Regions from separate parts of the Mus musculus genome. Here all the other regions are linked to region 5. A link is a contact called in public HiChIP or PLAC-seq and promoter capture Hi-C data. All regions are on one chromosome and are shown on one strand. The core of a region is the stretch at or near the end of the contact, and the rest is flanking DNA. Distances in the headings are between cores, read along the strand shown.

Region 1 (3,254 bases), core at 178-2,677, 330 kb after region 5:
TGCCTGGCTTTTACCTGAATGCTGGGGTTCCAAGCTCAGGTTTTCAACCTGCTGAGGGGGGGTCTCCCCAGCCTTCAAGATGCTACTGTAAACATCCCCCAGATGCTCAGATGACGGAGTCACTCATTTTTGTGGATGACTGCAGTCTAACAGTAACTTAGCTCTTGTAGTTAACATCCCTGTCACCTACTGAGACATATGTCCCTCGTTTCTTTTTCAGTATTTTTCCAGTTAATTATATTCTACTAAAAATTCACTCTTCCCACTTCAGTTTCTGATTTGTCCTATACACAGTTACCTTTCCCAAATGGCATAATTAAATACTTAGAAATAAAAGAAGTCAGAGTCTGTCTCCACAAAAATACCCGGGCACAGACAGCATTCCTTGAACCCAGGGCAATTACCCATCAGCCTAAGGGCTAGCTAATTTTAAACATTTCAGGGAACAGTTGGCAGAGACTCTCTCACCACACTGTCGCTTCATCTGTGCCTGGTCGGGATGTATTATTCTCTTGGGATACATGTGTAAGTTCGGTCCAAGAGCTCTGGAATATGATTTTTTTAAATAAGTGGAGACTGCATTTAACCGAGATTCAAACAGAAGTGTGAATTAAAAGGGTAATTTCAGATGCAGTGAAAAGCCGTAATGTCCATTCAGAGTAATGAAGGCACACGGCATTAATCTCCTAAAAAGATTCAATGCTATGAGAAAAGCAATTCTGTTTCTTAGTGGGAACAAATTAAGATGATTTCCCTTACAGAAATTGCCATAATTACAAGTAATTATCTTGTACTCTCTAAATTCACCACTATAGCACATTCTGCAAATATCATTTCCTTCAAATGCTTTATTTGGAAATCCAGGAGCGATTGCTGCTTTGTGAATTGTGCTTCAGCTCTCAAACTGATCACCGGTGCCACATAACATATAGTAAAGAAGTGCCATTCTATAGCCGGAAGAGCTCAGAATTCCAAACTCACAGTGTTTCTACTCCCATCAGCAGGTACAAACACAGTAGTATTGGCAAGCGGGCAACGACAGCTGAATCAGATGTGGGCTCGTGCACAGAACAATGAGGAAATCATTCTGATGTGCACAGGGCAATCACAGAAACCATGTAAACAGCTGCTGTCATTTTTCTAAAACTCCTTGCAGAGCCAAGTAAAATCCCATCATGAGCAGCCTGCTCCGCTTTTTATTTTCCTTTAATATGAAAATGTGAGAGAAGCCAGTTACAGGCTGGGCATCATGAGGAGAGTAAGCACGTGAAGTCTAATTTCACCATCTTTGCAGCCAATTACCATATAGACTTCAGTTGGCAACCCAAGTCTCCTCCCCAGCCAAATTGGGATTCCTTACCATAGTGAAAACCATGCCCGGGATTCATCTCTCTGCACATCACTCTCACTGCCTGGAGGAGGCTCATTCCTGCCTGGTCAAAACCAACAGACCCAACCAGCATGGCTGATGTGTTACTCACCACGAAGACGCTTGGTCCACGCGTCTCTTCTCCAAATCCAGGTCCATCCTCGAGTCTCCCCAGCCCAGCTGTGACCTGTTTCATCACATTTCTGCTGCCCTGGTGATGCCTGCCATGTGCCACCTGGCGTCTCGTTCTCTATCGATCTTATAAGCTGAGGAATGTGTTTCAGCACTATTTCCGTATCTTATAACTATGCTAAATATTTAATACTGTGATCATCCGAAAATCAACTTGATTTATAAATTGCTCCTATTTAAAAGCCTATCATTGAAGTAGTCTCTAAAAGGCTACAGAGTATAAATAAACACATGATTTCATTTATAAGAGCTACACGTGTTACATTAGTATTTAAAGCCCAACAGTGGTAACATGATAAGCTCTGTGACTGTTAACCTTTCCTGGTACTCAGTTGCACCAAGGACCTCAAGCAGGTATACAAGAGCTGTCCTGAGATGCACCATAGCCAGGTGCATCTGACACAAATGTTAACTGTGTTTGCAAACCTGTTTACACAGTCAATAACCTGGAATTTAAGAGCTCACCTTAAAATATATTTATTTGTTCTGAGAACAATTTTCTCAGGTAGCCTAGGCATCCCTTGAATTGAGTATGTAACTAAGAGTGACTCTGAGCTTCTGACCTGCCTCCTGCCTCCTGCCTCCTGCCTCCTGCCTCCTGCCTCCTGCCTCCTGCCTCCTGCCTCCTGCCTCCTGCCTCCTGCCTCCTGCCTCCTGCCTCCTGCCTCCTGCCTCCTGCCTCCTGCCTCCTGCCTCCTGCCTCCTGCCTCCTGCCTCCTGCCTCCTGCCTCCTGCCTCCTGCACACTGCACACTGGGATTCTAAGCATTCACCACCATGTCGACTTAATGCAGTGCTGTGGAGCAAACTTAAAGGCGTAGGACAAGGACACTATCAGCTGACCTGCATCCCCAGCCCTGACTAGAATGTTATGGCAAGAACTTTTATGCTTGTTTCTCTAGATTTTCTTTTTTTTAAGTAATGTTTTATTTATTTTTAATTATTTTTATTTTATTATTTTACCCCTATGGTTATTTTGCTTGCATGCATGCCTGTGGAGCATGCATGCCTGTGTATGTGCATGCATGCCTTGCATGCTTGCCTGTGGAGCATGCATGCCTGTGTATGTACATGCATGCCTTGCATGCATGACTGTGGAGCATGGTTGTACATGCAGGGCCCACTGAAGTCGGGAGATGGCATTGGATCCCCTGGAACTGGAGTTAGAAATAGTTTTGAGCTGCCAAGTAGGTGCTGGGAATTGAAACATGGCACTGTATCCTATATATTTATAATATTTTAAAATTTAACTTTAAGAATTTTACATTTCTGGAGCTACAGAGATTGCTCAACAATTAAGAGGGGTGCTGCTCTTGCAGAGGACCTGAGTTGAGTTCTCAGCACCCATGGGGAATACCTCACAGGCACATGTAAGGTGCAACTCCAGCACCAGAGATCACAACTGCACTCATGTGCACAGACCAAACCCAACACACAATTAAAAATAAATCTTAAAGAAAATTTTACACTCTCACCTGATCCATTCTTAGCCTAGTATGAGACAGTGCAAATAAATATTACAAATTTACTTTGGAAAATTAAGTCATAAAGTTCTATGCAAATTAGCAAGGATGCTTTGCCCAGTTACAGTTCTGTAGGGGAAACACTGGTTCTGTCACAGCCCCGTCACTTCAAATGCTTTCTTTCGTAAACATTATATAAGATAACATAATTCATTAAAGGTCCTGGGGATC
Region 2 (3,199 bases), core at 636-3,135, 350 kb after region 5:
TAACAGACGCAGCCAGAGATCGTGGCAGTGGTATGTATGATCATTTGAGTATTCTGGAATGACTAAGAAAATAAACGGAGTCTGCTGAAGGCTCGGTGATGCCTGCTGGAGTGAATAGCATCTTTCCCAGAGTAGCTTTCACGTTCAGTGTACAAGAACTGCTCTCAAGCCACCAACAAATAATCACACACAGTCGGACAGCTCGGCCTCTATGAGCTCTCCAGACTGATATCTGGATCCTCATACCATGATGCCTTGTGACTGTGAATACAGAAAATAGACACAATCTCTGGTATAGCCATCTAAACGTCACGGCATGAGTAAATACTGCAGTGAATCTTAACACTTGAAACAGAATCTTCCAGAGTCCAGAAATCCACCTGGCTGCCAAGAATAATACTTCCGTGGTTCGAGCAATCCCAGTGCCCAGAGGGGTTTTCAGTGACATAACCGTATGAGTTACTACATGTTGAGTAAAATAGAAAAAGCAGGCATTTGTGGATGCACTGTTTGCAGAGATCTCTAAACTACTCTTGATGATTGCACAAATGTAGAAGATTGTAGGTCTATGCAGCATCTGTTTAAGATGTTTGATTATATGGGGTTTTCCTGTGTTCTCATGGGAGGAGGGGGCAGCATACACTTTTATATCAGTCTCATTGAAGGAAGCCCTATGATGAGAACCGAACAAATATGTGAGTGATTGTGGCTTTGGGCTGAGGTAGAAACAACTGCCACTGGATAAAATCGAATCAATTAGATACCAAAGAAAACCTTTGCATTCGCCGGCCTATAATGAAGCGCGGTTTCCTCGGCTCCCTGGCAGTCAAGCCAGCGCCGTGTCGTCTCAGTACTTCACACATGATTTCTATTTCAGTTCTGATGTCAAACCCGACATCTCACATCACGGCACAAAGAAAGAACCAGTTTAGCTAGTTGAGTGAAACACCAGACAGCTGCTAGCAGAGACAGGTCACGGCTGGGGAGGGGCACGGCACATTCAGCTCGCTGTGTTTTCCTTCAGAAGAATGTCAATAAAAACCATGGCCAAATGAGGTATTGAAGGGAAAGTCCCGCTATGCCGTAAACCGCTGGGTTAACCTAAGAGTGGCAGTCAGGCAAGTTTGCAAAGGAGAACCCTGGCCAAAAACACGGGCTGCCAAGAACTTGAAGAAAGCTGTCTTTCTCCCTCGGTGTCCCAAGGAAGGGACCGGTCCCACATTTAGAAACGTTATTTCGGGGACCAATAGCAATTTATTTTGATAGAACCACTGCATGTTTTTTCCTCCGGTTCTCAACAAAGGAGCCATATTAGGAAATAATCTTGCAAAAAGCAAAGTACCCCCTCCCCCTTGCCCACGATCGATGCACACACGCGGCGCACAATGGCCGGCGCGCCCGCACTCGCCCACGCGGCCGCAGGTCCCCGCAGCCTCCCCGCCGCAGCCCCGGCGCCCGAGGCTCGGCCGTCGCGGGGAGCCGCTCGGCGCTCGCTCCGGGGCTGCCCGCCCCCCAGCGGGGCCCAGGGGAAGCGGCTGCCAGCGGCCGGGACGCCGGTCCCCGCGGGGCAGGGGGCGCTCCGACGCCCACCTGCGGGCCTAAGCGGGGCGGGCGCGCCGCGGCTCCGGGCCAGCACGCGGGGCTGAGTCTCAGCTGTCACCCCGCCGGGCCGCGCGCGCCCGGAGGCGAGAACTTGGCGGGCGATGGGCGCACGGACCCGGATGGCCCCGGGGTCCCGCGGGGCCCCCTCCCCATCAGCCCCACCGCCGCCGTCGCCGCACTCACCTTCTTCCGGGGCTGCCATTTCATCATATTTGTACAGCCGACCCGGGACACATCAAGAGGTGGGCTGGGGGCTGGGGGCAGACGCAGGGCGGCGGCGACTGCAAGTCATGCTGCCTCCTTGCACCCCCTCGTTCTTTCCCCGATAGGACAGACAGTCTTCGTCTTCGGTTCAGCGCGAAGTGCCGCGGCCACCACACTCTCCCACGGGGCTAGGACGTCCCGGCGGCCAGAGGCGCGCCCGGGCCGGAGCGGGGCATGTTCCCCGACCCGCGCCTGCGAAAAGGCTCCAGGCAGGAGCTCTGGGATGGGCCGCAGACCCCTCAGAGCAGAGACCCACGGCAGAAGCTGCCACAGAAACCCGGCCGGGCTCCTGCCATCCAAGCCCCTCTTGGCGAATTCTCCTCTTCTCCAAAAAAGAAAAAGATTAGACAAGCAATCAAACCCTCACACGCAGCCTGGAGCAATTCCCAAAATTCTGGGTGTATTTCTCGTTTGTAAAAATTTAGCAAAGAAAATTCCAAAGATCTGTAATCAGAGCTTCTTTGCGCAGTTTTCTGCTTCTTAGACAACTTGGGATCGGATCTGCCCTTCCGAAATGTCCACCTTCCCTGAACCTAGTAAATAGGAAAACTTGGTTTGTGTGTTTAGATTTTTTTTTTCTTAATTCCCAAGAACCTAAGTGGGGAAAGGCTGGAAGGAAATCCTGCAAGAACCTAACTCCACAGCTCGGTCTGCACTAATGACTTCCTTCCCTTCAGTGCGAGCACAGCCAGCCCAGCTCCAGCCACCACAGCAAAGAGTTTCTGGGTCTTAGTGCCACGACATTTACACAGCAGAAAAGTGAAGCTACAGTTCCATATGCGTCCACAGGCCGGCTCCGAAACCTCTCAAGAATTCTTATATTTGTATGAGCTACTTGGAGAAGTAAAAGGGGCAAGAGTCCAAATCAAACTTCCACAGAGGGGCTGGAGAGATGGCCGCCGCGTGGCTAACTGTACTGAGGACCTATTCCCAGAGGACAAGCCATTGCCTGGGATTCGACCTCCACTGACTCCTGCATATGACTGTGAGACTCAAACAAGCAAAACACAACATAAATAAAATAAATTTTAAAATTAATCTTTTTTGAAAGCCCTAAAAATTCTGATTTAAAGAAGAGATTTGAGATCTCGATCAAAAAAAAGTTAATCAGAAACTTTATCATAAATAAACTTATATATACATTTTATTTGCTTCTCTAAATTAAACCGCTTTTTAACAAAGTTTTACTATATAAGTAAGGTGGGTCTTGAACTTGTGAAATCAAGCCATCCTTCCATTTCAGCCTCCTGAGTAGCTGAGCAGGAACTACAAGCACAGACCACCATGCTTGAGTAGCACTGATTGTATTACTATAAAATATTGCAGCCGGGCA
Region 3 (3,238 bases), core at 389-2,888, 350 kb before region 5:
TATGGGTCTGAGGGCTCCAGGAGAGCCTGGCACAGGTCAGAAACATAGCTGCCCCCAACTCTAGACCCAAGGCTGCCCCATGGTGACCTGCATGGCCACTTGGTGGCACTGTGGGGCTGACACTGACCATCTGTCACCTATAGGACACCCCCATTCAGTCCAGTGTGTCCAGGAGACCTCAGAAGGCAATTTGTATCATCTGTACCACAAAAAAGGAAACTGAGGCACAGAGATGCCAGGAACCCACCAGCAAAGTTGGAGAAGGAAGGAAAAGGACAGTTTATGGAACCACCACCCTATGACCTAATGGCAGGACTGGTCTCCAGGTGGGGAAACTGAGACTAATGGGTACAGGTGGAAATCAAGGCAAGATGGTTGACTGAGGCCAATAGGCACAAGTGGAAGTCAAGGCAAGATGGGTGACATACACTTGAGAGCAATGTTGCTGAGTCGCAGCAAGCCCTGACTTGGACCACAGTAGGACCACATCTCAGCAAAGGAAACTGAGGCAAAGAGGCAGCCCTTACTTAGTAGCTATCACCCAATCTCAGTCACTACCAAGCCATATCCCTGGCTTTCACCCAACCCAGGCAATCTCAGCTAGCAAGGGCCCTAGCTTCAAAAGGGTTCTCAGGCCCCCAGCCCTCCTGATGTGGATGGCAGCCAGAATCTGGGTGTCACCAGAATGTGGGTTGTAGGGAGACCCCATGTCTCCCCCAAATGGCCACACATCTTCTGGTGATCCCAGGAGCAGGAAGGAGTACTTCTGGGGGGGCAGTCCCTCAGTGTCTCCTGAGAGGGGGTGGAGGGGGGTCTCTTGAGATGGGGTGGAGGGGGGTCTCCTGAGATGGAGTGGAGGGGGTCTCCTGAGATGGGGGGTGGATATAGAAAGAGCAGAGACAAGCACAGAAAAGGAGACGAAAAAAATCTAGGGAGGAGAGACCTGCAGACAGAAGCAGACAGACAGAGAGCCTCACAGACAGAGAGACAGAAATAGATATGGAGAGAAGAGAAAAAGCAGACAGGGGAAGAATAAGAGACAGGAACAGCCAGAGACAAAGCAAGACAAGGAGAGAGACAGAGGCAGAGAAAGAAACATAAACGGGGAGACAGCTGAGGAGAAGTGACAGGGAATGTCAGAGCCAGACAGACACTGGCGTGGGACTCGGGGGATGGGGATGGGGGCACAGAGGCAAGAGGTGTGAGAAGGACAGAGGTGAGGCCTGGAAAAGCAGAACCAGTGCCCAGGATGTACAATGCAGGCTGCCAGGGGTGGGAGGTCTGTGTCTGATCTCAGAGAAGCCAGTACAGGAAAGCAATCAGAGGGAGGCTTGTGAGGAGGACTAGCCAGAGCAGAGAGGGAGGAGGGACGCAGGGTGGAGGCAAAGACTAGCCAGGACAGCAGCTGACTGAGGTCCCACCATCCTAGGGACCTCACCAGACTCCAGGATAGCAGCCCTCCAAGGTCCTCCCATTCTGTCTGTCCCCGTACCTGTGACCTCCCCGCTTGCCCCCGCCCTTGATGGCAGAGTTGGCCAGGGTCCAGGGCGGGTCAGGAAGCTGGCCCTCTTGGAGATGAGAAGATGCCCCTTTCTGCCCACTCAGTAGGCCCAGCAACCATTTGCATAAAACGATGTTCCTGCGAGGCATGCTAATGCATCCTGCTATTTTTGCCTCTCCTGGATGCTGGTTTGCATACATTTACATACCCTGGATGAATTAAGCTAGGATCATGTAAATGAACCCACTGGCTGGGGTGAGGGGTTCTGGGTTCCTGCCTCTGGAGGGTTCAGGCTGTCATAGTCTTCTCAGTGTAGACAGTGTCCTGGGGCTCCAGGACAGGTTGGCCAGGGTCAGACCTGTGCCTGTCCCTGATCCTGAGGCCAACACCGCCCGTATCAGGCTTAGGGCTACAAAATGAACTTTCAAAAAATTCATGTTCTATCTTTCCATGGCTTCCAGTGTGCTACAGTAAAGGTCAAGATTCTCCTGTGGCCATGGGACTAATACCTGCCAGGCCCCTAGATCTTTTCTGCCCTCCAGACAGCAGGAATGTGTGGCCAGAAGGTTTCTGCCTGCCACAAACCCTTTGCACGTGCAGCCCCAGTGAAATACGCTTCCCCTCTCTTCAATGCTAGTATTTAATCCGTCCTTCTCAGCCCAGGTCTCATACCAATCCCTCAGGAGACCTCCTCTGGCCTCATCATACTTAGGAACACACTTAGCCCTTGAAGCAGCTGCAAACCTTAAGGATTCGGTGTCTCTTCCTCTAGAGTATCAGAGCCTGGGGAGTATGGGGGACAGGTTTTCTTCATTACTGTCTACTTTAACTGTAACATCAGGTGTACACATTTTCTCAATTAACATTTCTCAAAGTCAGGCGCACGCCTTTAATCCCAGCACTTTGGAGGCAGAGGCACTGGGATCTGAGATTGAGACCACCCTGGTACAGACCGAGTTCCAAGACAGCAAGGGCTACACAGAGAAACCCTGTCTCGAAAGAAAACAGAAAAGAAAAAATTCTGGTGAAGAGATGGACAGTTGGGTGGATGGATGGATGGATGGATGGATGGATGGATGGATGGATGGATAAGTGGGTGAGTAGGTGAATGGATGGGTGGGTGGATGGATGGATGGACAGGTAGGTGGGTAGGTGAATAGATGGGTGGGTGGGGGGATGGGTAGATGCATGGATGGATGCATGGATGCATGGATAGATGGATGGATGGGTGGACAGATAGGTAAGAGGCTGGATGGAGGGATGGAGGGATGGATGGTGGGTAGGTAGATAGATAGATGAGTAGACAGATATACACATGCATGGGGCAGGCTCAGATAGTCAGCCCCTAGCCTGGTGTGCTCCAAACTCAAGGCCCATTGGTGCATGGGGCTTTTACACATCTGTGAACTGAACATGTTCACCATTCCAGGCATTGGGTTTAGTGTTCTGTACCTGTTATTTTTAACATCCCACCCACCCAAATCTATAAATGAGAGATGCAATGTTACAAGCTTCAAGAGAGAAAACAGAGGCTCTGGGAGGGAAAGCCACAGATCCAGGTCACAGAAAGAACTGGGACAGAGCTGAAGGTCCAACCTCGGATCTGTTTGTCCCCAGCATCCAGCCTTGCACATTTTCTAATCCTCTGGGTGACAACCATAGCTCACACCTGAGTGAGAAACCCTTCACTTTGCCTCATGAGGAGTTATATAGTGTGTAGACTGGAATACAGGAACT
Region 4 (3,251 bases), core at 721-3,220, 430 kb before region 5:
CTGTTCCAATACCCCATCTAACACAGTGGATGTGTCAGGCCACTGTGCAGAGGGTTTAGAGCAGCAGCTCACATTGTGGGTACCGGGCAAACAGACACTAAACGCTGCATGGTGCACACCACTGGGCTCTTCAAGCCTATGCTTCTAATCCACAAAGCATTCGTTTGACTAGCTACTCCGTTCTATGCTGTTCCGTCTGGAGCCGTCTCCTTGCGCGACATCCAGCCGGAGCGGCCACACCAAGTTCTCTCTGCTCCTGGCCCTGTAGCCAGACTGACTCTGGGTAAGGGTTGGTCCTAAATAGCTAAGGGGAGCTGATAATAGACAGTTCAACCTTGAAACAAGGAAGTGGGGCAGCCTGCTTCCCAGTCTCCAGCCCCTTTGCGAAGGAAGTGGAGGCTTTGCTGCTGCCCCAGCCCAGGAGTCCTGTCGATTACCTCCTGGATAGAGAGAGAGACTGGATGACAAGGAGCTAAGTGTTCCCATAATTCCTAAAGAAGGCTGGACCCACCTGCTTGCTGGGAGCAGGTCAACAATTGAGCAGTGCTTCCAGGTTACCCCACACAGTGCAGGAACCTCAGCATGTCCTGGTAATGCCAGGGGCAGCAGCATGAGTAAGGGATGCTATGTGCCCTGTAGCAGATCTGCAAAGAGGCCAGGCTGGTGGGCAGTGCTGGCCTTCCTTCCAGCCCCTCTTTGACGAATGTGGTTATGGAATTTGCTTTACTAACCGGACTGTTAGTAGACATCATGCCGTCAAAGACAGAGGTCCGAAGTGTGTGTCTGTATTTCTGTGGCGCACGAGCTCTCCCTTCTTGCCTAGGCCCTGCCATGAGACCTCAGGACAGGTCTGACTCAGACCTGAAGCCTGCAGCCTGCAGCCTATAGCTGAGCCCCAGAAGGGACTGCAGAACTTAGCACAAGCCTGGGCTCCCCAGACCCCTAAACCAAAAAGAGCAGTAAGCGCTGTTGTGACCAGTGATCTGCGGAGACCACTTATCATGTAGTAGTAGCAGTATAGTAGCTAGCTGGTACAACGAATTGCTGTTCCTGGGTTCTTATGACAGACTGCCAGGCATAGTCCACGATGCTAGATAAATAAGTGTCCCTAAGACTCTGTAACTGTCGTAGTTTGTGTAAAGAGAATCACTCTACCACAAAAGGATGCATTTTTAGAGTCTAACCTTAGACCATAGCTGTCTATACTAAGATGTTGACTAACCATAACTGTGTTTAGCATTAATAGCCTCCCTGAGATCACACCCTCTCTCTCACAGCCAGAGCCAAGGCCCGTCCTTCTCGAGTGGGGTCAAGTACCCTCCCAGGACCACCCGCCCACATCCACCAACACGCCAGCCTGCCTCTCCTTGATGTTCGCCAGGAACCAGAGAGAAGTGTTGAATATGTTCTTGGCTACTTTTCCTTGCAACTCCCAGCGGCCCTGCTTACAAACTGAATCAGTTATCAGCTAGTTAGACTGCAGTCCCGGGAGGCGCCGCCCGCATACGGATGGGGCGCATGCATTATTCAGCGAGGAGCCGGGAGAAATGAGCAGCGCGTCCAGAGCCAGAACAGCAGTGGCAGTAAGGGAATAATTAGCGGGCTGTCACTCCTCCTTGTCAGGGCTTCCTCCCTCAACACATGAGGGAAAATAAAAAAATAAATCTTATTTTTTTTTTTTTTTTAAGAAGAAGAAGAAGAAGAAAAAAAAAGGCAGAGTGGATCATCTTGCTCCCGAGGCAGCTGGTAGGCTAAAATGTGACACCAAAGAAGCCAGAAGCTGGTCGCTGGTTTGGTTCACAAAGCCAAGGCCTGGAGACCCCCACCCCACCCCCACACACACCATTATCTTATCGACTCTCCTTCCTGCTTGGTGATTCCCGAGTGCAGCCCCGCCTTTCATTCAGATGTCCACGCGTTTCCATAGCACCAGAAACGAAATGTCTCCTTGAAAGGGAAGGGTGGTCCTGGGAGGGGACATTAGGACTTAGCACGAGAGCCACCGGGCTCTGGGCTGCGGAGGAGGTTGGAGGTGACCTTCCAGAAGGAACGTGGGACAAGGGTGAGGAGCTGGAGTCCAAAGCCAAGCTGGCTCCTTGGGGGGTTGTGTTGGGGGGGGGGGGGACTGCGCATAAGATTATTCATGAGTTTACGCACAGAAACGAATCATTTCGCTGAGTGGCTTCCTCTTTCTCAAGGAAGCTATTTTTATTTATCTATTAATATCTTGCTGGAATTTTTTCAGGGGGGGTGCGGTTGATACACGCTGGTTTGTCATTTAAGGTGTGAAGGTCTGGGATATGGGGGGAAGGATCGGTGACCGCCCCCTCCAGAAAAATAGCCAAGAACCAGTGAGAGGAGTGGTAGGAGGGGCCAGGATGGCTTTGTGTTTGATCTGTGCCTCTGCTCCTAGGAGACTTGAGACTTTCTTGGCTTTCTGCCCTTCTGATGCTGTGGCACTCACCTCATCGGGACAGGAGTTGCTTTGTATAAGAAGCGGCTGCAGGAACAGGCAGACACACAGCTAAGAATGACCCTGGGGATCCAGAGCAAATCAAAGACCCAGGAGACGCCAGGCTCAGCTCTAGGGTGGCTCTCATTTGGTAAACATGTCATGTCATAAGAACCCCTCTGCTCTGTTAGTAAAGCTCACCTTAGGGTGAGAGGAATTTTTTGTTTTTGTCCTACAAAGTCAGAGTTAAAGGGAATGCCTTCATGAGCCCAGACTTAGAAAGACCATTAACAGGTACACCACTGCTTTTTTTACCTGATCCTGGCAGACATGACTAATCCATGCTAGAGCACTCAATGGACATCTAAGCCTTAAGAGGATGCCAAAAGGAAAGAGGTGCTACCGGGAAAAAGCTCTACGAGACCCTGTATTCATGGGCGTGGGAGGTAGCTGATCCTCAAGGGAGCAGGAAATAACATTGTGGAATTAGACTATATACTCTGAAACAGCCAAGCAGTTCTGCAGAGGGAGACTGAACCGGAGTTAAGATAGCTGTGACCTCACACAGGACTGTCTGAGTCTGAGGCCTCAGCTCTGCCATGTAAGAAACATGTTTGGGGTAGAGATTCAATGGGAAGCAGCATGGAGAATCTAATGGGGTGCCTCATTTCCTACACGTTGCTTCCCTGGCTCAGTATACTAGCCACATTGAGATCATGTGCTCTGGAACAGATTAGCAATGTCTGCTTGGGCACTGAGAAAAGAAATACTGTTATGCTTGCTATGGTACCTTATGCCT
Region 5 (3,155 bases), core at 355-2,854:
TTTTTCAGACTCCCTGTCACTAAAAAAAAAAAAAAAGTAGTACTTCTTCAGGCCAGAGATGGCCCAGCAGGCAAAGGCATGACTGGAGTTTCAGGTGCAGGACCCTAATAGGAGTAGAGAACTGACTCGAAAGCTGTCCCCTGACCTCCAAAAGCACTCGGTGTACTACCCTGTACACCCCTCTCCATACAAATGTAATTAAAAGTGTTCTCCTAAAAGTGAAAAAGAATCGTCACCAATTCATTTAACAAGAGTTTGCTGAAGGGCTGGAGAAATGGCTCTGCGGCTAAGAGGACTTGCTGCTCTGAGTAACTGGGTTCAGTTTCCAGCCCATGGACGGTGGCTCACTTCTTGCTCTAGTTCCAGGGGATCCAATGCCTAATGCCCTCTTACTACTACCTCCAAGAGCACTGTATGAACGCAGCACATATGCACACACGCAGGCAAACACTTAAATACACATATAAACAGGCAAATCTTTAAAAACACCAAATGCTGGCTGAAGATGTGCTATGTACTAAAGACTGATCCAAAAAAAATGGAGGTATCAGAGTGAGTATCCTGCACAATGTAGGGCGAACAGTCAGAAAGACAAACAATACACACTTCCCAAGACCTTTAAGGTGAGCTACTGATTTGAGGAAAAAGCATTCGAGTCAGCAGAAAGAGAAGGAAAGCCAACATACAGAGCGACAGAGGAACAAGGGGTCTTGTAATGCTGGAATGGGCAAGGAAAAAAAATTACATATGAGCAGAAAATAGAATCTGGGCAGTGTTAAGTAGAGAAACCTTGTTAGTGATTTTTACAAGGTTGACGTTAATACAGGCAAGGAATCTAGACAGCTAACTTAACGTCTTTTTTTTTTTTTGCTTCTTTTAAGAATCTGAAATTAAACCAGGGCCGAGGAAGAACAGCAACAACAAAATGGGTCACACTTGAAATTGCACAAGGGACACCGGCTCAGGTATGACAGCTGAACATTCCCCGCCACCACGGTTTCCTGTGATGTCCGTGGCTCTAAGCAGAGGGGGAAGCCACAACTTCCCAACAGAATGACGGGACCAGTCCGACGAACTTGGGAAAAGTCTTTATTTGCCGTGTTAAGCACCATGTGTTTAACCCCGCACCGAACCCAGTGAAGCAGGTGGGGCCGGTGTCTCCCCATCTTAGAGATGAGGGGTCTGAGAGCGACCGCAGGGGCATGATCTAGAGTGGGCTTCACTGAGCCTGAGGTGGGTCGGGCTCGAACTTGCGGGCGACCCTTCGCCCGGCATTCCCGGCTCCCCCGAGAGCCCCGGCCGCACCGCCGACCCTGGCGCTGACTGCGGAGGGCGGCGGCGCCGCACAGGGCCTTGGGGGCTCCAGGAAGGAGCCAACTGCGACCCGGGAGCGCCCTCCTCGCGGAGCCCACCGATCCTCCCCAGCCCGCATTCCGGAACCTCGTTCGAGCCCAACGACCCACTCACAATTCCTTAATCAGCACCATCTTCCGGGAACCCCTCACAGCCGCCGCCGCCAGCCGCCACCGCCGGGCCTCGCAACACGCAAGCGTAGCCCCGCCTCCCAATCGTCCGAGCCCCGGGAGCGCCTGCGCGTCCGCGCCCTTCCGCCGCCGGCCATTGCGTCAGCGCGCCTGGGGGAGCTGACTCCGCCCAGTCCACGCCCCGCTCACGGAGCACGAGGCCTCCACTGCGGCTGCGTGGCCCCTTGGCGCGCTGGTGAGCCTTGGAGCGCGCCTGCGTACTCTCGGCGAGCAGTGGGGCAGCAAGCGCGGCGTCCTCCTGCCAGCGTTAGTCTCTCACGGCGCTGTGCAGCCTATGGTTTCCAGTGAGTTCTCCAGTCGGGACCCTAAACGACGTTGAGTTCGCACAGGTGTGGGAGCCGAGGACGACCTCAGGTTTAGCAGGAGCGTGTTCTAGAAACCCAGACAGACCGGTGTTAAAATCCTGATGTGTTCGCCCCTTGTCCTAACTAACCTTTTTAAGGGTACATCTATCTGGTTTGCCTGTATTGTGTCTGCTCCCTGTGTGTCTCATGCATACTGAGGTTCACGTGTAACTGGAGATGCAGACAGTTGTGAAATGCCATGTGAGTGCTGGGAACCAAACCTGGGTCCTCTGCAAGAACCCCCAGTGTTCTTAACAACTGAGCCCCTGTCCAAACATTGAATCCTCAACAAAAGCAATTTTGCATGAGACAGACCCAGACCCAGTTGGGTAGACTAATTCTAGACGAATTCTACGTGTCTAAGGCATTGGTTTTTCATTATGTGCTTTCGGGGCAAAGAACTCACTACAGGAAGAATGAAAGTTAAATTTTACTAAGACCAATCAGAAGCCCGTCCCAACACGGGCTTTAAGCACTAGTTGACCTAACAACTTTGATAAAACAATTTTGAAACAGTGACTAAGTACTGCTCTTGGACTGCCCTCTGCTTCCTCACTCACTGAACTTAGTAACTTGGGATTCAAGGACCTTTTAGTGGGATTCCTAGGGAGCTGGATAGCTGCAGGAATAATCTTCTTTGTGTCAACGGGCATTTTAGGTAAATTTGATTTCTCTATACTTTGTGTCAAACCATATTTTTTCCCTCATCGAATGATCTTGAAAATATTTTCATAAAAACTAGAAATAGTCTCAAGAATATTCTTCCCCTCTCTAGTGATTGATTTATTTATATTTTATGTACATTGGTGTTTTACCTGCATGTATACCTGGATGAGGTCAGATCCCCTGGAACTGGAGTTTCAAACAGTTGTGAGCTGCCACGTCGTGGGTGCTGGGAATTGAACCCAGATACTCTAGAAGAACCACCAGTGCTCTTAACTGCTGAGCCATCTCTCCAACCCCAGTCCCAAGTGTTCCTTAATTTTGTTAGATATCAGAGCATAGGTCAGTTGTCCCGATTTGGGAAACTGGGTTGGACTTTGAAGATGAAGCCCTGGACCTGAATCCTGGCTGGTTGACTTCAAGAAATCTGGAATAAAGAATCTTGTAGAGACTTAATTTATACAACCAAAGATAGGTGACTGTTTAGAGAATAAAAAGTAGGAAGGGACTGAAAATGTAGCTCAGTTTATAGAGTACTTGCCTAATGTCCTAGCAGTGAGTTCAGTCCTTTTGATTTTTTTGAGGCAGGGTTTCTCTGTATAGC
Region 6 (3,525 bases), core at 17-2,516, 430 kb after region 5:
GGAGGGAGCAGGATAGACCAGAGTGAGCAGAGGTCCTAAAAATTCAATTCCCAACAACCACATGAAGGCTCACAACCATCTGTACAGCTACAGTGTACTCATATACATAAGATAAATAAATCTTTTCTTTTTAAAGTCTCTCCAGGTTTTCATTCAGACATTCTGTGCGATGAGCTCAGTGTTTACCTTCATTGTGTCCCATAGATTTGGGTATAACTATATTTCAATTTTCACTCAGTTCTTTTTTAAAAAAAAAAAATGTAATTCCCTTCTTGATTTCTGTCTTGACCCAGAAATTGGGAAACAGCCTAGATGCCTGTACTGGCATGTTTTATGCCAACTAGACACAAGCTAGAGTTATCTGAAAGGAGAGACCATCAATTTAGGAAATGCCTCTATAACAAATGAGGCACTTTCTTAATTTGTGACTGATGGTGGCGGGCCCAGCCCATTGTGGATGGGGCAACCCTGGGCTGGTGGTCCTGGATTCTATAAGAAAGCAGGCTAAGAAGTCATGGGGAACAAGCCAGTAAGCAGCACCCCTCCATGGCCTCTGCATCAGCTGCTGCCTCCAGGTTCCTGCCCTGACAGAGTGCCTGTCCTGACTTCCTTCAATGATGAACAGTGAGATGAAGTGTAAGCCGAATAAACCCCCTCCTGTACAACTTGCTTTGGTCACAGTGTTTCGTCACAGCAATAGCAACCCTAACTAGAACAACGTACATCAACTAACTGATGAATGGGCAATGAAAGTGGAAAATGAAGTAGCTACAAATAAAAAAAGCAGTGAAATCTCTGAAATAATATGTTGAATTTGGGGATAATACGACTAGAGAATGAAAAAACCTAATATATGTGTGTGTGTGTGTGTGTGTGTGTGTACATTAAACAATTTTATGTCTCAAAATTGCACCACTAATTTTTTTTTTTTGCAAATTAAAAACAGATTGTAAAGAGAGGGTTAGAGTTGGAAAGTTCCTGCTCATCAAATTAAAAACAAGAGTTCTATTTATTAAAAAAAAAAAAAAAAAACTTGAAACCTTAATGCTGTCATGTCACGTTCTTTGTTCTGAAGGTTTCAGGGCTGTGTCCAGCAGTCCACTTCAGGGAGTATGTCAGTAGCAGTTTAAGACACTGTAGGAACGAGGGAAACGCAACCCAGTACCCTGAGGAAAGTGTGTTCCTGGACCAACAGATGGACTTGATTAACAAGAAACCCAGCTCAGGCTCCACCGTGGTTACATGACGACACAAATGAGAAATGCTACATCCCCACAGCCTGTTGCCTAGCGATCCGTCACAATGCTTACTTCTGTATCCACCCTAATATGTAATCAGCTCCCTTCCCTTTCTCCCTGTACAGCATTTCAAAATTATTTTCATTTACAAAATCACTTTATAAAGGGACATCATGAAAAAAATCAAGTGTAAATAAAAGTTAGATTTTACTTACAATTTCTAATTCACTTTTGCTTCCACAAGAAAGATTTTTTTAAAAGCACATTTTCACATAAATGGAAATGTTTCTATAAACTCAATTATGGTACCAGGTTCATGAGATATTGCTAGTTTGGGGGAGAATTAAAAAGGGTACTGAAAATTTGGTCTAGAAATGCAATCTAGTGCTCAGAGCTTTAGAAGCTATTGTGCAGACTGGTGCTGACATGGAGGCCTAGCTTTTGAAGTTTCAATGGTAAAGTTTAGAATCCCTTAAAACATTTTATCGAGACCACTTGATATTTCGAATGGAGTAGCTATGGTTCTTGTCAGCTGGGGCTGAATAATCAAGCAGCTGTGAGTAAGAAAAGGCCAGAATCAAGCAGGGCACTCAGGAGGCAGAGGCAAGCCATCTCTACAAGTTTGAAACCAGCCTGGATAACGAGGGCTACACAGAGAAACCCTGTCTCAAAAAAAAAAGAAAGGGAAGAGGAGGGAGGGAGGGGGAGGGGAAAGGAGGGAGAGATCACTGAGGCATACATAATCTTCTGGGAAGTGTTTCCTCAGGGTCGGCACACAGAAGCCGCAGAACAGAAAGGGGCAATACTTTGCATTCAACTTGAAAGGTGTAGGAGTCTCCTAGGTGGTCCAGGGTTTGAAGTCAAAGAGAACAGCTGAGGCTTGGAACCAAGAGAGGCTTTGGTGATGTTGCATAGAGAAAAATCGAGGGTTGGCACTGTGTAGCAGGATTAGGGTTCCCAAGGAGAGCCAGCAGAAGCTATTGGTGACAGCGCAGCCCCACTGCAGTAGAGACTGTAACTGTAAGTGCAGTGCCATGGGATGACTACCGAAGGTGGCAGCAGCTGCTGTGCACAGCCAGTCTGAGCCTGTGAAGGGCAGAGCCCAGACCTGCGGCTTCCCAAGCCCTCAGCAGCCAACACTGAACTGTTGGTTCTACTTTGATGGTGATTTGTATTCTGTTTCTTGCCTCTGGAGTAAGAAAACAAGTGATTTATTTTACAAAACCCAAGTCAAGAGACTTTGGGTGTTTTAGAAAGGTGAGTGTACACATGCATGAGATTGTAATTAGCGTGCAGCCTCCTTGGTCTAACTTCTTAGGCAAATTTAGAAACTGTGGTGGCTTAAAAGACAATGTCCCCCAAAGGCTCATACATTAGAATGCCTCCTGCTGTGGATCAGATCTAAGGTCCCAGCTACTGCACAAAGTCATGCCTGCCTGCCTATTGTATGCTCCCAGACATGATGTATGAGGGTTAAAGTTATGTTTTAAGTTTTAATTACTATGCATAAGTGAGCTATATAAAACAAAAAGGCCTCTAACCTGTAAGCCCACTTGCCCAAGGACAGATAACTTCCTGGAATGCTGGGAGCTGCTCATATGAGGTAACAAACTATGTGTTTTGACTTCTATAACAAGGTTGGTTTCCCCGACTCCACAGGATGTACACATTTAGGTGGAAGGTACCTGGGCAGGAAGAAGGTCAGGGTGTGTGCGAAGCCTTGTAGGTTTTGCCTTTAAAAGCGCCTGCCTAACGTAATTTGCTACCATTCTCTAGCAATCCGGGGTATGGACCTGGCCAGTGTCCACCTTCCTGGCTAGTATGTAATACAGCTTGCTTCAAATTTGGCCCAAAAATCATGGTAGTGTTCTTATTCTCTCCAGGTGGGATTAGGAGATGTTCATGGACTTATGCTCTAAAACTGTAAGCAGATCCCCAGTTCCAATAATTAAATGCCTTCTTTTTTAAGTTGCCTTGGTCAGGATGCCTTCGCAGTAGTAGAAAAGTAACTAGCCAACCAAATCTAGTACGCCAAGTAAGTTACTTAGAATGTGGGTAGGTGCTATAGGTCTGAGACTATACTCAATTATAGTATAGAATCTGATACAGTTCTTTCCAAATGGTAGATCTTGGGCCAAAAAATAAATTATTTCCACAAAGGCCATTACTTGAGCCATCAGTGAGTTGTGAATGGGGTGTATGGACTGGACAGCATTATCACATTAATATTAATGTTCTGGTTTAGTGGTTACATTGTGGTTATAGAGCAGAATTATTCGCAATATAT
Region 7 (3,411 bases), core at 440-2,939, 450 kb after region 5:
CAAAGGGCCAGGGTTCAGCTCTCAGCAACCATTTCGAGGCTCATAACCATATGTAACTCCAGATGGGATCCGATGTCCTTTTCACCTCTGCTACACGCACATCCATGTAAACAAAACACTCATTTACATAAAAATACTTTTAAATTTTTAAGGGAAAATGTAACTGTTTACCTCGAAAAACAAAATACTAGAATAATAATGTTCTTAAATGAAGATAAGGAAATAGTACATTTTTAAAATTCAGATTTAATTATTTTATTTTATTTTATTGTGTGTGTATGTGTGTGTGTGTGTGTGTGTGTGTGTGTGTGTGTGTGTGTGTGCTTTTTTGCACCTGGCAGGGAGGTCAAAGGACAACTTGCCAGAGTCCAGTCTATCCTACTGTGTGAGTCCCAGGAATCCAACCCGGGTGCTCAGGCATGGTAGCAGACCCCTTTACCCACTGAGACGTCTATCTATCTCCCTGACCCTCAGAATTTAATCGATATACAGAGCTGACCCTTTATACCCTGCCAGGATACTAGCTGACCCTAATCAACATATACCTTGTTCTTTTTTACTAAAGTACACTGGGAATATCACATTATAAATAGCGACAAAAGTTAACCCGGGTGCTGAGAAAAATCATATGAAGTTAAGACTGACAGATGTTTATCTCAAATGACATCTTAAGTGTCTCAAGGGCTCCTAAATTGCAACCCCAGGATCATTCAGTCCTACAAATACATACTGAACATCTACTACATACTAGGTACCATGCAGGGAAAGTTGTCTGCTTATGGGACACTTTACAGCTCGCCAGACACCGCCCCCCATCCCACCCCCAGTCACAGCTTTGAAAACTTGCTAAAAATTCAAATTTTCCTTCTCTGCCTTGGGAAACCACTTTGTGCGTGTGTCTCTTGGTGCAGTATGTGGCTCCAGATTATTACTTTATACCCCGGCTAGTTAGTGGCTTGAAAACACACCACAGAGTAGAGGGAGAAAGACTACACTACTCCAGCCAGGAAAAAGTCCATTTTGCTCAGCATCCCTCACTCTGAGAGACACACCCAAACACTTGGAAGCCCAGGTAGACCTAAAGCTCTCCAGTACCTGCTTGTGGTGAGACACCAACAACCTTGTAGCCTTCTAGGGACCAAAAGCCCACTCCCTAGCAACCACACCTGGGATGGGGACCCCCGAGCCTCCCAGCCGCCCCGGTGGACTCGGATGCCCCCGCCCCGCACCCCAGCCCCGTCCCGCTCCGAGGGGGCGGGGTCGAGGAAGAGGAGGTGCGGGAGATTAGGTGCCCAGTGCATTCCAAGCACACAGCCGTGGAAACTGAGGCAGGCAGGCAGATGATGCACAGGGTCTGCCTAATGATTCGCTGCGGGGCTCGAACCCTGACGAGCGGAGGGGCCTCCGCCTGCAGGTCATCGTCGGCCGCCGAGGCCCGGCCCGGCTCGCACCGACAGAGTTTCACAAAGAAAGTCTCCCGGCCCGCGCCCCGCTCACACTCACCGGCGCCGGCGGAGACTCCGGCTCCCGCCGCCTGCGGCTCCGCGCCGAGGCCGGCTCGGGCGCCAGAGGCGGCGGCTGTTCCATCCCCGCGGGGCCCGTCGGCGTCTGCCTAGAGCTAACGGTCCCGCCAGCTAGGCGCGCGCACCGCTCCCGCGCGCCATGTTCCTGCCGTGCCGCGCGCCGCCGAGCGCCCCCGCCCTCACCGCGCACGCGCCCGCGCGCCCGCCGAGACAGCTCGCACCGCGCAAGTGCGTTCCCGGCCTGAGCCCTCCCGGAGCTGTTCGCTCGCTGTTCCCGGCTCTGCGCGGCCCCCCGCCGCACTGCGGACCACCCGGAGGGCACCACGCGGGGCCCGGCCCGTGAAGGCGCCAGAGTAGAGTGACTCGGCGAACGCTGGCCTCCTTGGCCTGTGTCGGCGCCCTCCCTTATCTAGCTAGGATCGAATCTTCAGAAACCCACCTCCTGCATCCAAGGATGCTGTCCTTACTGAGTGGCTCTCTGGAAGGTCAGACCTTGTGTTTCGAGCAGTTAAGAACCGAGGGATCCCTGGAAAAAGTGCAGCGCCTCGTCTCCTTAAAAACTGTGAACTTGGAGCTGGAGAGATGGCTCAGCGGTTAAAAGCACTGGTTGCTCTTCTAGAGAACCAGGATTCAATTCCCATCACCCATATGACAACACACAATTGCAACTCCAGTTTCAGGGAATCTGACAGCCTCACACCCATATGTATGCAGACAAAACACCAATGCACATTACATTAAAAAAAAAAAAAAAAAAAAAAAACTAGCACTCGGGAGGCAGAGGCAGGCGGATTTCTGGCTACCTCAAAGCGTGCACTACTGCCTCGTTACTCTTGGAACTTTTACATACTTGTTTGTTCCTCTCATCTTTATCATACACAGTGATGAGAACTTAACCTAGTAAACAAAAAAGAATATTCCTGATGATTTTTTCTTTTGTTTTGTTTGAGACAGGGTTTCTCTGTGTAGCCCTGGCTGTCCTAGAACTCACTCTGTAGACCAGGCTGGCCTCGAACTCAGAAATCCGCCTGCCTCTGCCTCCCGAGTGCTGGGTTTAAAGGCCTGCACCACCACTGATCATGTAACTGAGTCCTGAACATTCCTGATCATGTAACAGAGTCCGGGAAAGGTCTCTCTCACCTTCAGGCATACCTTTCTGCCTTGGATCTTGTCTACCTGGATCAAATATGACATGAGTCTTCAGTCTGTGATTCTTGTGCAGTCTTTCCACAGAGGGACTATGATGGTTTGTATATTCTTGGGCCAGGGAGTGGCACCATTTGGAGGTGTGACCTGGTTGGAACAGATGTGGCCTGGTTGGAGTAGGTGTGTCACTGTGGGTATGAGTTTAAGATCCTCACCCTAGTTGCCTGAAAGTCAGTCTTCCACTAGCAGCCTTTGGATGAAGACATAGAACTCTCAGCTCTGCCTGTGCCATGCCTGCCTGGATTCTGCTGTGCTCCCTCTTTGATGATAATGGACTGAAGCACTGAACCTGTAAGCCAGCCCCAATTAAATGTTGTTTTTCATAAGCGTTGCCTTGGTCACGGTGTCTGTTCACAGCAATAAAACCCTAAGACAGGAACCAATCTACTGAAGAAAAGGGTTCCCAGAGTCTGTTAGAGGGGCTCTTCCTGGTGCATATTAGCATATCAAAGTACATGCTAGCCCCTAGGCGCTCTCAGTTTAACAATTACTCTTGGCTCTTCTAGGCTAACAATGGGCTCTTCTTGGCTCTTCTCACCAGGCCCCCTACCTTAAACTTCTCCAGCTCTAGGACTTCCTTTCCCCTAGCTTCTCATTCCTCCAGAATCCTGCCATGCAGTCTTGGCACCCACTCTTTTGTCCTCCTTACCTTCATTGCATTAAATACTCAAGCCAACTCATT

Evidence for each region. Promoter capture Hi-C pulls out the DNA fragments that hold promoters and counts their contacts. HiChIP or PLAC-seq counts read pairs in DNA pulled down with a chosen protein or histone mark.
Region 1: an H3K4me3 HiChIP or PLAC-seq map of forebrain shows a contact between it and region 5, with 4 times the contacts expected there. The contact joins the enhancer-like site here to the promoter of Pitpnb in region 5. A contact is called at or near these places in 8 of 39 promoter capture datasets (the HPC-7 cell line, HPC-7-derived erythroid cells, cranial neural crest and 4 more), 5 of 484 Hi-C or Micro-C datasets (cerebellar granule neurons, cerebellum, cortical neurons and 2 more), 8 of 115 datasets of contacts at active chromatin or transcription factors (astrocytes, embryonic forebrain, embryonic hindbrain and 5 more) and 2 of 9 other capture datasets (adipose tissue and macrophages).
Region 2: an H3K27ac HiChIP or PLAC-seq map of thymic regulatory T cells shows a contact between it and region 5, with 6 times the contacts expected there. The contact joins the enhancer-like site here to the promoter of Pitpnb in region 5. A contact is called at or near these places in 13 of 39 promoter capture datasets (the 3T3-L1 cell line, the HPC-7 cell line, HPC-7-derived erythroid cells and 7 more), 7 of 484 Hi-C or Micro-C datasets (CD4 T cells, cerebellar granule neurons, cortical neurons and 3 more), 13 of 115 datasets of contacts at active chromatin or transcription factors (astrocytes, craniofacial prominence, differentiating embryonic stem cells and 9 more) and 3 of 9 other capture datasets (adipose tissue, liver and macrophages).
Region 3: a promoter capture Hi-C map of hippocampal neurons shows a contact between it and region 5, with 2.0 times the contacts expected there. The contact joins the enhancer-like site here to the promoter of Pitpnb in region 5. A contact is called at or near these places in 4 of 39 promoter capture datasets (embryonic stem cells, hippocampal neurons, liver and 1 more) and 2 of 115 datasets of contacts at active chromatin or transcription factors (embryonic stem cells and epiblast stem cells).
Region 4: a promoter capture Hi-C map of stem cell-derived epiblast-like cells shows a contact between it and region 5, with 3 times the contacts expected there. The contact joins the promoter of E130006D01Rik here to the promoter of Pitpnb in region 5. A contact is called at or near these places in 5 of 39 promoter capture datasets (the 3T3-L1 cell line, embryonic stem cells, liver and 2 more).
Region 6: a contact with region 5 is called in an H3K4me3 HiChIP or PLAC-seq map of embryonic forebrain, with 3 times the contacts expected there. The contact joins the enhancer-like site here to the promoter of Pitpnb in region 5. A contact is called at or near these places in 16 of 39 promoter capture datasets (the 3T3-L1 cell line, the C10 cell line, the HPC-7 cell line and 9 more), 18 of 115 datasets of contacts at active chromatin or transcription factors (the SCID.adh cell line, T-cell acute lymphoblastic leukemia, acute myeloid leukemia and 10 more) and 4 of 9 other capture datasets (adipose tissue, embryonic stem cells, liver and 1 more).
Region 7: an H3K27ac HiChIP or PLAC-seq map of embryonic stem cells shows a contact between it and region 5, with 7 read pairs. The contact joins the promoter of Ttc28 here to the promoter of Pitpnb in region 5. A contact is called at or near these places in 15 of 39 promoter capture datasets (the 3T3-L1 cell line, 3T3-L1-derived adipocytes, the C10 cell line and 8 more), 5 of 484 Hi-C or Micro-C datasets (the G1E-ER4 cell line, LSK cells, embryonic stem cells and 2 more), 28 of 115 datasets of contacts at active chromatin or transcription factors (the SCID.adh cell line, T-cell acute lymphoblastic leukemia, acute myeloid leukemia and 18 more) and 3 of 9 other capture datasets (adipose tissue, embryonic stem cells and macrophages).

Annotation. Positions count from the first base shown.
Region 1 is chr5:110,995,159-110,998,412 of GRCm38.p6, reverse strand. All of the region lies in intron 2 of Ttc28 (tetratricopeptide repeat domain 28), which reads right to left. Among named protein-coding and RNA genes, the nearest start is that of Mir701, 7.4 kb to the left of the region's middle. Within about 2 kb of position 1,427, at least 21 of the 459 cell types and tissues checked have an H3K27ac peak or open chromatin away from gene starts, as enhancers often do. A contact at or near this core is called in cerebellar granule neurons, cerebellum, cortical neurons and 3 more, where this site is marked.
Region 2 is chr5:110,977,992-110,981,190 of GRCm38.p6, reverse strand. The region is part of intron 2 of Ttc28 (tetratricopeptide repeat domain 28); the gene reads right to left. Among named protein-coding and RNA genes, the nearest start is that of Mir701, 25 kb to the left of the region's middle. Within about 2 kb of position 1,885, at least 281 of the 459 cell types and tissues checked have an H3K27ac peak or open chromatin away from gene starts, as enhancers often do. A contact at or near this core is called in the HPC-7 cell line, adipose tissue, astrocytes and 15 more, where this site is marked.
Region 3 is chr5:111,679,966-111,683,203 of GRCm38.p6, reverse strand. No RefSeq gene overlaps it. Among named protein-coding and RNA genes, the nearest start is that of Gm36434, 18 kb to the right of the region's middle. Within about 2 kb of position 1,638, at least 36 of the 459 cell types and tissues checked have an H3K27ac peak or open chromatin away from gene starts, as enhancers often do. A contact at or near this core is called in hippocampal neurons, where this site is marked.
Region 4 is chr5:111,760,447-111,763,697 of GRCm38.p6, reverse strand. It overlaps E130006D01Rik (RIKEN cDNA E130006D01 gene), which reads left to right and starts at 1,970. Exons shown (of 4, transcript NR_045834.1): 1 at 1,970-2,062.
Region 5 is chr5:111,329,146-111,332,300 of GRCm38.p6, reverse strand. Pitpnb (phosphatidylinositol transfer protein, beta) reads right to left here and starts at 1,604. Exons shown (of 12, transcript NM_019640.5): 1 at 1,468-1,604. The coding sequence starts at 1,487.
Region 6 is chr5:110,896,057-110,899,581 of GRCm38.p6, reverse strand. The region is part of intron 2 of Ttc28 (tetratricopeptide repeat domain 28); the gene reads right to left. Among named protein-coding and RNA genes, the nearest start is that of Ttc28, 18 kb to the right of the region's middle. Within about 2 kb of position 1,266, at least 50 of the 459 cell types and tissues checked have an H3K27ac peak or open chromatin away from gene starts, as enhancers often do. A contact at or near this core is called in embryonic forebrain and stem cell-derived neural progenitor cells, where this site is marked.
Region 7 is chr5:110,878,081-110,881,491 of GRCm38.p6, reverse strand. It overlaps Ttc28 (tetratricopeptide repeat domain 28), which reads right to left and starts at 1,689. Exons shown (of 23, transcript NM_001267622.1): 1 at 1,504-1,689. The coding sequence starts at 1,587.